Regions from separate parts of the Hordeum vulgare genome. Here region 2 is linked to region 1. The links are chromatin contacts, called in public Hi-C maps. All regions are on one chromosome and are shown on one strand. Each heading gives the region's core, a stretch centred on a gene start, on an enhancer-like site or on the middle of the called end of the contact. The rest is flanking DNA. Distances are from core to core; before and after follow the strand shown. Region 1 holds the start of LOC123413340 (anthocyanin 5-aromatic acyltransferase-like). Region 2 holds the start of LOC123410708 (transcription factor MYB41-like).

Region 1 (4,525 bases), core at 1,073-3,572:
AAGCCAACTGACTAAGCTCTATTGTACTTTCTCTTAAGGCTGGTCATAGTGGGAAGAATCATATAGTAGTATTATGCATATGATACTATTGTATGATACTACCTCTATAATGCATAGTGTCATAAACTATTATTATAGATGACCTCATTTATTACATGCGTGACACATAGTAGTACCATAGCATTTAACATGTTATGGTATCTACCTATGTTACTCTAACCCTCTCTCTTCTTTAATTATCTGCCACATCAGCACGTTTGCTAGTTCCAAGTAGGAGTATATGTTACCACGTAAGTTACTTTCAGTATGGCCAGCCTAAGGCTATCACGAGGAACGTGAGGAACGTTGCTATCTTTCCTCTTGGCGGACCGTCCACGTTAGGAACTCGCACACGTTCCTCAAGGACGCATCGGCCTGGCCGTTACCAAAAAGTCAGTTTCTCGTAGTGATTGCAGCATTAAACGACCTCGACAAAGCTTCATCACAACACCAATGCCCCCCGGCGAAGCTCCATCTCGATGTGGCGGTGCTCCATTGCAACGCCGAGGTCAACATTGTTGTCGCAGCTCTAATCCAGCGTCGGCGTGCCGACGCGATGGTCCTTCATTGCATCATCGATGTCGACGTCGTTGTCATAGCTCCCATCGCAGCACCGGCGTCTCGACGCGGCGGTGCTTCATCGCAGCGTCTATATCGCCGTCGCAACTCCCATCGCAACGCGGGCCTCCCGTCGGAGCTCCCGCCTCCTATCGCAGCACTGGCGATCGCTCTCCGGCGACTGCACCTTTGTGTTGGGTGGCAGCCCGCCGTTGCATCACTGTGTGGCAGGCCCGTCGACGGGGCAGGCCAAATTGGCCGATCACAGAGGGCCCCCAAAATTTTGGGGCCCCAAAATCAGCAGGTGTTGGATAGCCTACTTTATAATCTGAATAAGAAAAGGCCCTGTAGCCCAATCAGGAGCCCATCGAAACAAGCAGGTTGCTCGATCGTCTGTCGCCTGAATCGTGGTCTCCCAGTATCGCGCTCGTAGCCGCCTCTTCCCATCGGCAGTTGCGCCCAGGACCTGATTCTATCAGCCGATCGGATCGCTTGCCCTACAGTCGTTGCCCTCGCCTGGTTCTCCTGTGATCTACGGATGAATGGTGCATGGTAGTGGGTGCTTCCCGAACCTAAACAATCCTCACATGAGTGCTCGGAGCCTATTTGCTGCACGTTGATTCGATTTGCTTCAGATGGTAAACTTCTGAAATTCGAATTTTGCTATCGAAAATGGAAACGTATCTGCTTCTACGGATCCTGAAAATAAAGGTGCACCTCCTTCAGTCCTGCTAACAATATCATACATATGCAGATATGCTCTCTGTATTCTAAATTTTGGTACAGAAACTATTCACGTTGATAATCAATAAGATAGCATTACTGCATTAGCCATTGTACTTCGTCCAGGCTGATCAATAATAAATTGTTTTATATGTTTATATTCAAAAGTTTAAATTCCACATAGATTGCTTGAAGTGTTTTTGGAGATGTTTATTTTGGACCATGCAAGGCAGATGTTCTTCGGTTTTTTTTTGCGTGGGGATGTTCTATGGATTTCATTGCGATTGGCTTTTCAGAGATAGTTACTCAGTCATAAACTATTTTTTATCCAGTTCAAATTTCAAGATATGGCCTTATTTTGTTTTATTCGCAATAAAGACGGGCTTATCACTCGTGTACTGTTTCAATCATGACTTTTGTTTTCCTTTTCGGTAGAACATGTCTTTAGTTTATTACTTGTATCAAGTTTACTCTTTTAGTACTCCCTCCGTCCCAAAATAAGTGTCTTAAGCTTAGTACAACTTCATACTAGAGCTAGTATAAAGTTGAGACAGTTATTTTGGGACAGAGGGAGTATTAGTTTTTGAAATATTTCTAAATATCGTATCAAATTACATACATTTAAAGTAATGTAGTTAACTGAATGTATATCTTAGTTATATGAAATTTTCCAAATTTAGGGTCACATTTTACAGTTCGTCCCGGGCCCCCAAATTTGTGAAGACGGGCCTGCTGCGTGGGGAGTGCAACGCACCGTTGCAGCACCGGCGGCGAAGTAGGTGCTCCCCTCCTGGCAACTGCGTCGCGGCAGTGCGCGAGCAGCTCTGCTTTCGGCTTGCTTGTTACATTGCATAGGTGTATGGAGATGCAGCAGACGGTGATCTTGTCGCCATATGGAAGCTGTCTCTCGTGTGAGAACCGAAGTCGGGATGGGAAAGATATGAATGGACGAGAGCTCGCGTGAAAAGAAAAAGCAGACCAATCTCATTCAGACGGCGCTGCCACCTCCACCAAGCTCGTCTCTCTCGTCGCTAGTCATGCCGACGGTCAAGATCGTCGAATTCGACAGTGTCGCCTCGCCGCCGGAGGACTTGTTACTCAGGCTGTCCGCGTTGGAAGCACCGTGGGTCGTAATCCCGGTCATCCAGCGCGTGTTCCTCTTCGACGACGCCGGGAGCCAGCACCCGCCCTTCGCAACTCTCGTCGGCTCCCTCCGCGCGTCACTGGCGGCCACGCTCGCGCGGCTTCCCCCGCTCGCCGGCAGGATCGTCTTCCTGCCGTCTACTGGCGACGCCGCAATCGACTGCTCCGCCTCCGAGGGAAGCGGCGTGCGGTTCATCGTCGCGGAGAGCGACGAGGCGGACGCTGGGCGGCTCGGCGGGGACGCGGACCACGACGTGGACGCGTTCAAGGCGTTCGTACCGAAGCTCAAGGTCGACGTGCTCCCTGCCGAGGTGCTGGCTGTACAGGTCACACGGTTGAAGGGTGGGGTGGCGGTCGGCGTGGCGATGCACCACGCAGTGGTCGACGGCCGGTCGGTATGGAGGTTCTTCCAGGCGTGGGCGGCGGCCTGCCGCGGGGACGACGCTGCCGCAGAGGCGGTTGTGGCCGGCCTAACGTTCGACCGCGCGGTGATCGCGCTCCCCGGCGGCGAGGAGCTCACAAGGAGCACGCTGCGTAAGTACGCGCCCAATCTGCCGCTGGTATGTTCCTCCCCCTTTACTTCCCTTCTCAGTCCGTTCGTCTCGGCCGCCGGCGAGCAAGCGCGCGTGGTCAGACTAAGCAGGCGGCCTCCGTTTGCTTCGAAAAAAACAAACTAGGCAGCCGGATATGCCTAAGAGCATCTCTCGCAAATTTAAAAACCGAATATGGATGGAAAAAATATATTTAAATAGTTCATTTTAGCTAGACATCCACCGATGGATTTATAGTAACCATCCATCACCCTTTTAACGGTTCGATGCATACGCGTGCACCGTCCGATCACCAGCTCGATCGCCTCCGTCCATCACACAAAATCCTGAAACAACGCTTCAGTTGCGGAAACAAGCACGCTGCTACGTCGTCCGACTGACGGGTTAAAAAATGACCTTTTGCAACATAGATTATGTTGCAATTTTTTTTGCAACAAAAGAGCATGTTGCGTAAACGTCCGTATATTTTCTTTGCAACAATTTGTTATAGAATATTTTCTACAACAAGGATCGTGTTGCAGAAATTTTCAAGCGCTAAGTTGCACAAGTGCAAACTAGGTGAGCGTACATAAGACAAGCATTGCACGAGCGAGAGGCGTCTGCCCTCAAGGGATTTAGATTTCAGATCCTGCAACATAGGACGTGTTGCGGTACGCAATCTGCAAGAAACGTTAAGTTGCAGAATGGCAAACTACATGAGTCCAAATAAAACACGCGTCGCACGGACGAGACGGCGGACGCCCGCGTGCGATCCGCCGGCTGGAGCACAACGTTTTCCTTTTAGCTATGTCCAAACAGAAACTGTAAAACTGTGGTAAAGAGCTCCTTCCTCCGGTCCGGCGGCCGCCGCCCCTTCCTCCAGCCAGCCATGTCGGCCACGCCGGAGGTTGGACGGGCCCCGTTGCCAATTGGTCGCACCTCGTCGCCCGTCGACCGCGCCCCATCACACGTCGGCCTCGCCTAGCCTCGCTGGCCACGCCTTGTCGCCCGCCGGCCATGCCTCATCGCTTCCGACGTTAGCGACTTGCTCTGTTGCCAGCCATGCCGACAGAGTCGTGCCCCTTTGCCTGCCGCGCTGGGAGGATTCCGGCGGCTAGGCTGACGTCATGGGAGGCCATGGCGAGGTCGAGCTCGTCCAATTCAAACCGGCAACGGTCGATTGCGGCGTCCAGCGGCCTTTTCCGACCTGCAGTGATGAATTCCGGCAAGTTTATGACGGATTCCGGTAAATTCCGCGGCGGCGCGTTTGCTCCGACAAGTGTTAACCGGTTACGGGCCCCCTAGAATCGGCCTTCCAACCTTCAAAAATAAGGGTTTCAGGTGTGGCTTTACCGTGCCCCTTAAAAAATTTAGTGGTTGGACCATTTTTACGGTTTCTGTTCTGCATATTTTTTACGATCAAAACAATAAAATACAAAAAAATTACAGATTTGACCAGTCTGCTAGAGATGTTCTAAGTCGTCCTAGCCGAGCACCACGTGACTAGGCGTCACGTCGTGGCATGATCATAG
Region 2 (4,525 bases), core at 1,371-3,870, 270 kb before region 1:
ACAGGGTAGACGGATACCCGCGGGTAAAATTACCCATATTTGTAAAACATCAGCTTAAAAAACTTATAGTTATAAACTGCATTGTATGATATAGTTTACAAAGATAGATTATAACTACAACACATACTTTTAAAATAACATCATATAGTCATAAACAACAACACATAGGCATACACTTTCAATTCATAAATTATTGACATTGTGTAGATTGTAGAGATAATTTTGAGTTTGCATAGATTTTATATGGGTACACGAGTATATGGGTATGTGTTATATGATCCCATACCCATACCCGCTCTACCCCATGGGTGTCAGATTTTTCTATTTATATACCCATGGGTAAATTTTTGTTCCATACCCTTACCCTAATAGGGTTTTTACCCGCAGGGTACGTAGGTAATGGGTATCCATTGCCATCCCTACGCGCGCCCGTTAGCAACAAACATGGTCAGACGGGTGTTTGCGTTAACGCTGTCAAATAGGATTTGCGGCTAGTTACTTTGAGGGTTTCTTTGACTAATTACAGTCACGCGTAACAAATACTCCCTCCGTCCGGAAATACTTGTCCTAAAAATATATAAAATAGATGTATTTATAACTAAAATAAGTCTAATTATATTTATTTTTAAGACAAGTATTTCCGAACGAAGCGAGTAGGAGAAATGGAGAACTAGATAAAACAGTCGTCCATACCACTGTTTCAACAAAGGGACCAGACCTTGAAGTAATGGACAAACCAAGAAACGACGTGGTGAGGACCCTCCTTGTTTTTAAAGAGAATAATAAGGGACCCAAAATAAAGCCAGGCATATTCCGAGCCTCCGAGGCAATACTGTATCAGTCCGATTAGTCGGAGTAGGAGTATTATTTATCCACTCTTCATTATTATTTAACCGTATATATGGCATCTCTGTTGTCCTATGTACAACACCATTTCCTGTCCCTTACATGTGTGGCGAAACACTTTTGATATCATCACCACACGATGAATTATGCTCAACACGAACAAGTATATATGACTATTCACTAGTAGCAGCGGCAGCAGCTAGTACTGCAATGTGTAGTAAAATGTAAAAGTATAGAAGTATCTTGGTTCTCAGCCTCAGGCTAAGCCAGTATCCATCCATCGATCCTTGTCTTGCCTGTACATATCAACTTATAATCTTTCATGCAGTGATGAAGTAGTGTTGTAGCTTTCACTTCGCTGGCTCTTTGATTGGATTAGTTGATTTATATGACGTACTATTAGCACCAGTTGCTTAACCCATGGATGTCGTCGAACTGCACCGCGTCGTCGTCGACCATGCCGCCGTCGTAGACGCACTGCCCCTGTAGGGCGCCGTCGAAGTAGTCAGACCACCTGAGCTCGCCTAGAGCGCCGGCGTATTGGTCGACGTGGCCGGAGATGGTGTCGGTCGGCCCGAGCTCCAGCCATGGCAGGGTGGTGGCGCCAACGTCGGTTGTGGTCAACGTGCTGGAGCTCGACGCGGACGGGAAGGCGCCGCAGTGCGCGCCCATGTGGAAGGCGCAGCCTTCCTGAAGGCTCGGTACCTGGTAGGATTCGGGCACCCCGTTGCCGGCGACACTGCCGACGGGCCAGTCCATCGGCATCTTCAGGCTATCCAGCATTTTCTCCACCTGATCCTGGGCCAGCGCGGTCGCCGTTGGGACGACCTCGGCATCGCCGAAGACCGCCCGGCACGCGGTGGGCGACGTGGTGGCCTCGGCCAGTGGCTTGTGGGTGGCGGGGTCGATGCCGCGCTCCCTCAGCTTCTTCTTGATGTACGAATTCCAGAAGTTCTTGACTTCGTTGTCCGTCCGGCCGGGCAGCTGGGCCGCAATCTGTGACCACCTGAAATAGAAATGCAGTTCGATGTCATTTGTAATTCGATGGATTGTTGGAAGACAGGCCAGGTGACGTACTTGTTTCCTAGCATGGAATGGAGGCGTATGATGAGGTCCTCCTCCTCCTGCGAGAACGTGCCCCGCTTGAGGTCTGGCCTCAGGTAGTTTATCCACCTCAGCCTGCAGCTCTTGCCGCACCTCTCAAGTCCTAATTAATTCAACAAGTTGCTACCAATTAAGATACTCGACGCAATTAATTGTTCTTCATTTCCGAAACTGCTAATTCTTGCGCGCAATGCAGCACAGCTGCACACGCTCATATAAGCAAACGGTCGGTCATCTCATACCTGCAAGCTTCGGAACGGAGCTCCAGCAGCCGTGGCCATACATGGCAATGTGGTTCATGAGCTTCTCGTCCTCCTCAGGGGACCAGAGCCCTCTCCTCATCCTCTTCTTGTGGAAGCATGACTGCTTCGCCATGGCCGATCGGCAGTCGGCAGTAAGATGCCGCCAGGATATACGGGAAACAAACGGCTGGACAAGGATGGAGACACGATGGTGGCAGCGAGGAGAGGGAGAGGCGGAGGTATAAGGAGAGGGAGAGAGGAGGAGCAGGGGGCGGGAGGGAAGAGGCCGGGCGGTCGCTCTCAGGTAGGTGCGCATTGTGGGAGAGTGCCCTGCCTGACCCGGGAGCCTTCCTCTCGTCCATCTGATCCCCTACCTTTGCCGCTGGCTGCATGCACACAGTTGCGCGGGACTTTGCTAGCTGTGCAGTGGTAGCTCAAGTCCCCCCCGCCCGGGAAATAAAGGTGTAGGTCATGCACGGCTCATGGATCACGATAAGGCAATCTTCACCGGTGCATGCTCATAGGCCTCACAGCTGTGGTGGGGCAGTTGACCACTTTTTTTTCTTCTCTTTCTCTCTCTGCCATCTATCAAGCCTAGTAGCTTGCTAGTTTCTTTTTGCCTAATTTTTTTCTTTTTTCTTTTTTTGCAAAAATCCCTAACCCATGTACTCACTCCCTAAATTAATATAAAAGCATTTAGATAACTAAAGTAGTGATCTAATCACTCTTATATTAGTTTACAGAGGAAGTATTAAGCATTACAGGTTCTTATAGACACATATACCCGAAACAACATTACATTCAAATCTTTGAGGGTGTCCAAGTTTTCTTCCTCCTACATTCACTGGTGGCACGTCATGAGCATAGCTCGATGCTACCTGGCCTCCGCTACGGTGGAGAAAACTCTTTGAAACACTTGATTTATAGAAGTAACGAATATGCAGACCAGAAGATGCCAGTGGCTTTGATATATGAAGACAACAAAAGTTACCTGAATATAGAAGAATCCACCAAAAATCAGAACGGGGCGGATTTCGAAAGACCCACCGGAGACACAACTCCACACGTCCTTTGCTGACAATAAGCACAACCAGAGAATGGAGAAAGAGCCCAGAGAACAATATTTCTACATTGGGACAACACCGCCGCCTTGCCGCCCCAAACCAAACTTGAGGACACCATAAGAAAAACTAAAAAATTATCACCACTGTCGTTGCATGATAGGTATGAAACCAATGTCTAACCTCGCCATCGTCCAGGACCATTCACCAACTTTCTATTCTCCGGTTACCTAGCCAGGTCGGGTCGCTGTTGAAGATCGTGGAGCCGGATGACCAACGTCGCCATTAAGCATCGCCTAAGAAAGGCCATCACTCGAGCATACATCTTCTTTGTCATCTTCTTCGCAGAGGGAAAGTAGATGGGACGGCGGCTAGGGCTTCGTCCGCCCCTAGCCTCATGAAACGTTGATTATCCTTGTCGTAAACTGAGTTATTTATGTCGCTTTGTTAACTCACCATGGCATGTGGCAAACATTGCATGTGAATCTAGACACGAGTAAATCATAGTCACTGAACATTGTTCGGTGAAATCATGTTACTTTGTCATCCTCATGGAACGCATGTCCACTAACATATACTCCCTTAGTCCCAAAATAAATGTTGTAAATTTAATATTAAGTTAATATATATTTAATACTAAAACAGTGATACTTATTTTCGGACGAAGGGAGCATAAAATATATCTCTTTGTATTTTTTTCAAGTGAGTGTGGTACCATAAACAATTTCCCTTTTATGAACTTCGCCCATACTTTTTCCCACCTTTAACCTTTCGTTCTAAGAACAACTGCAAACTGATCGTCCTCATCCATGCAGCAACTATCAAGCAAAATTGTCGTCCTTCTATCGGCCCTGGAGAAAAGGATTGGCCCAAAAGGGACCATGCATCAACATGCATGCTCCTGTGGTTCCGTGTTTTCTGATCCGACATTCACTTTTCTTTAACTACACTACTCTCCATTTTTCTCTTCTTCCCGGGAAAAAGATGGACCATTCAACATATTCTCCCTCGACATATGTAACATGGAAAACACTATGCTTTGTATCAGACAAGCAGTGAGCCGTTGGATTGGTTTAATTTAACGTGTGTGATTCACCAACTACTACAAATATGACGGGCGCTAGTTAATACGTGTGATTAACTGTTTTATATAACAAGAAGAACGTGTGCCTTCCTGGTTGCTAGCTTCCACATAACCTCGCCGGATTTGAATTTCTTCCCATAATTGATTGCATCCCAAAATCACGTGAACATCAAATTATACCCCACTCG

The links. Hi-C and Micro-C count contacts between places; a contact is called where the count stands out from the background.
Region 2: a contact with region 1 is called in a Hi-C map of leaf, with 2.7 times the contacts expected there. The contact joins the promoter of LOC123410708 here to the promoter of LOC123413340 in region 1. A contact is called at or near these places in 3 of 6 Hi-C or Micro-C datasets (leaf and seedling) and 1 of 1 datasets of contacts at active chromatin or transcription factors (embryo).

Annotation. Positions count from the first base shown.
Region 1 is chr7H:472,619,551-472,624,075 of MorexV3_pseudomolecules_assembly, reverse strand. It overlaps LOC123413340 (anthocyanin 5-aromatic acyltransferase-like), which reads left to right and starts at 2,322. Exons shown (of 2, transcript XM_045106282.1): 1 at 2,322-3,023. The coding sequence starts at 2,358.
Region 2 is chr7H:472,891,729-472,896,253 of MorexV3_pseudomolecules_assembly, reverse strand. LOC123410708 (transcription factor MYB41-like) reads right to left here and starts at 2,620. Exons shown (of 3, transcript XM_045103645.1): 1 at 2,193-2,620; 2 at 1,924-2,053; 3 at 865-1,852. The coding sequence starts at 2,508. The coding sequence ends at 1,246.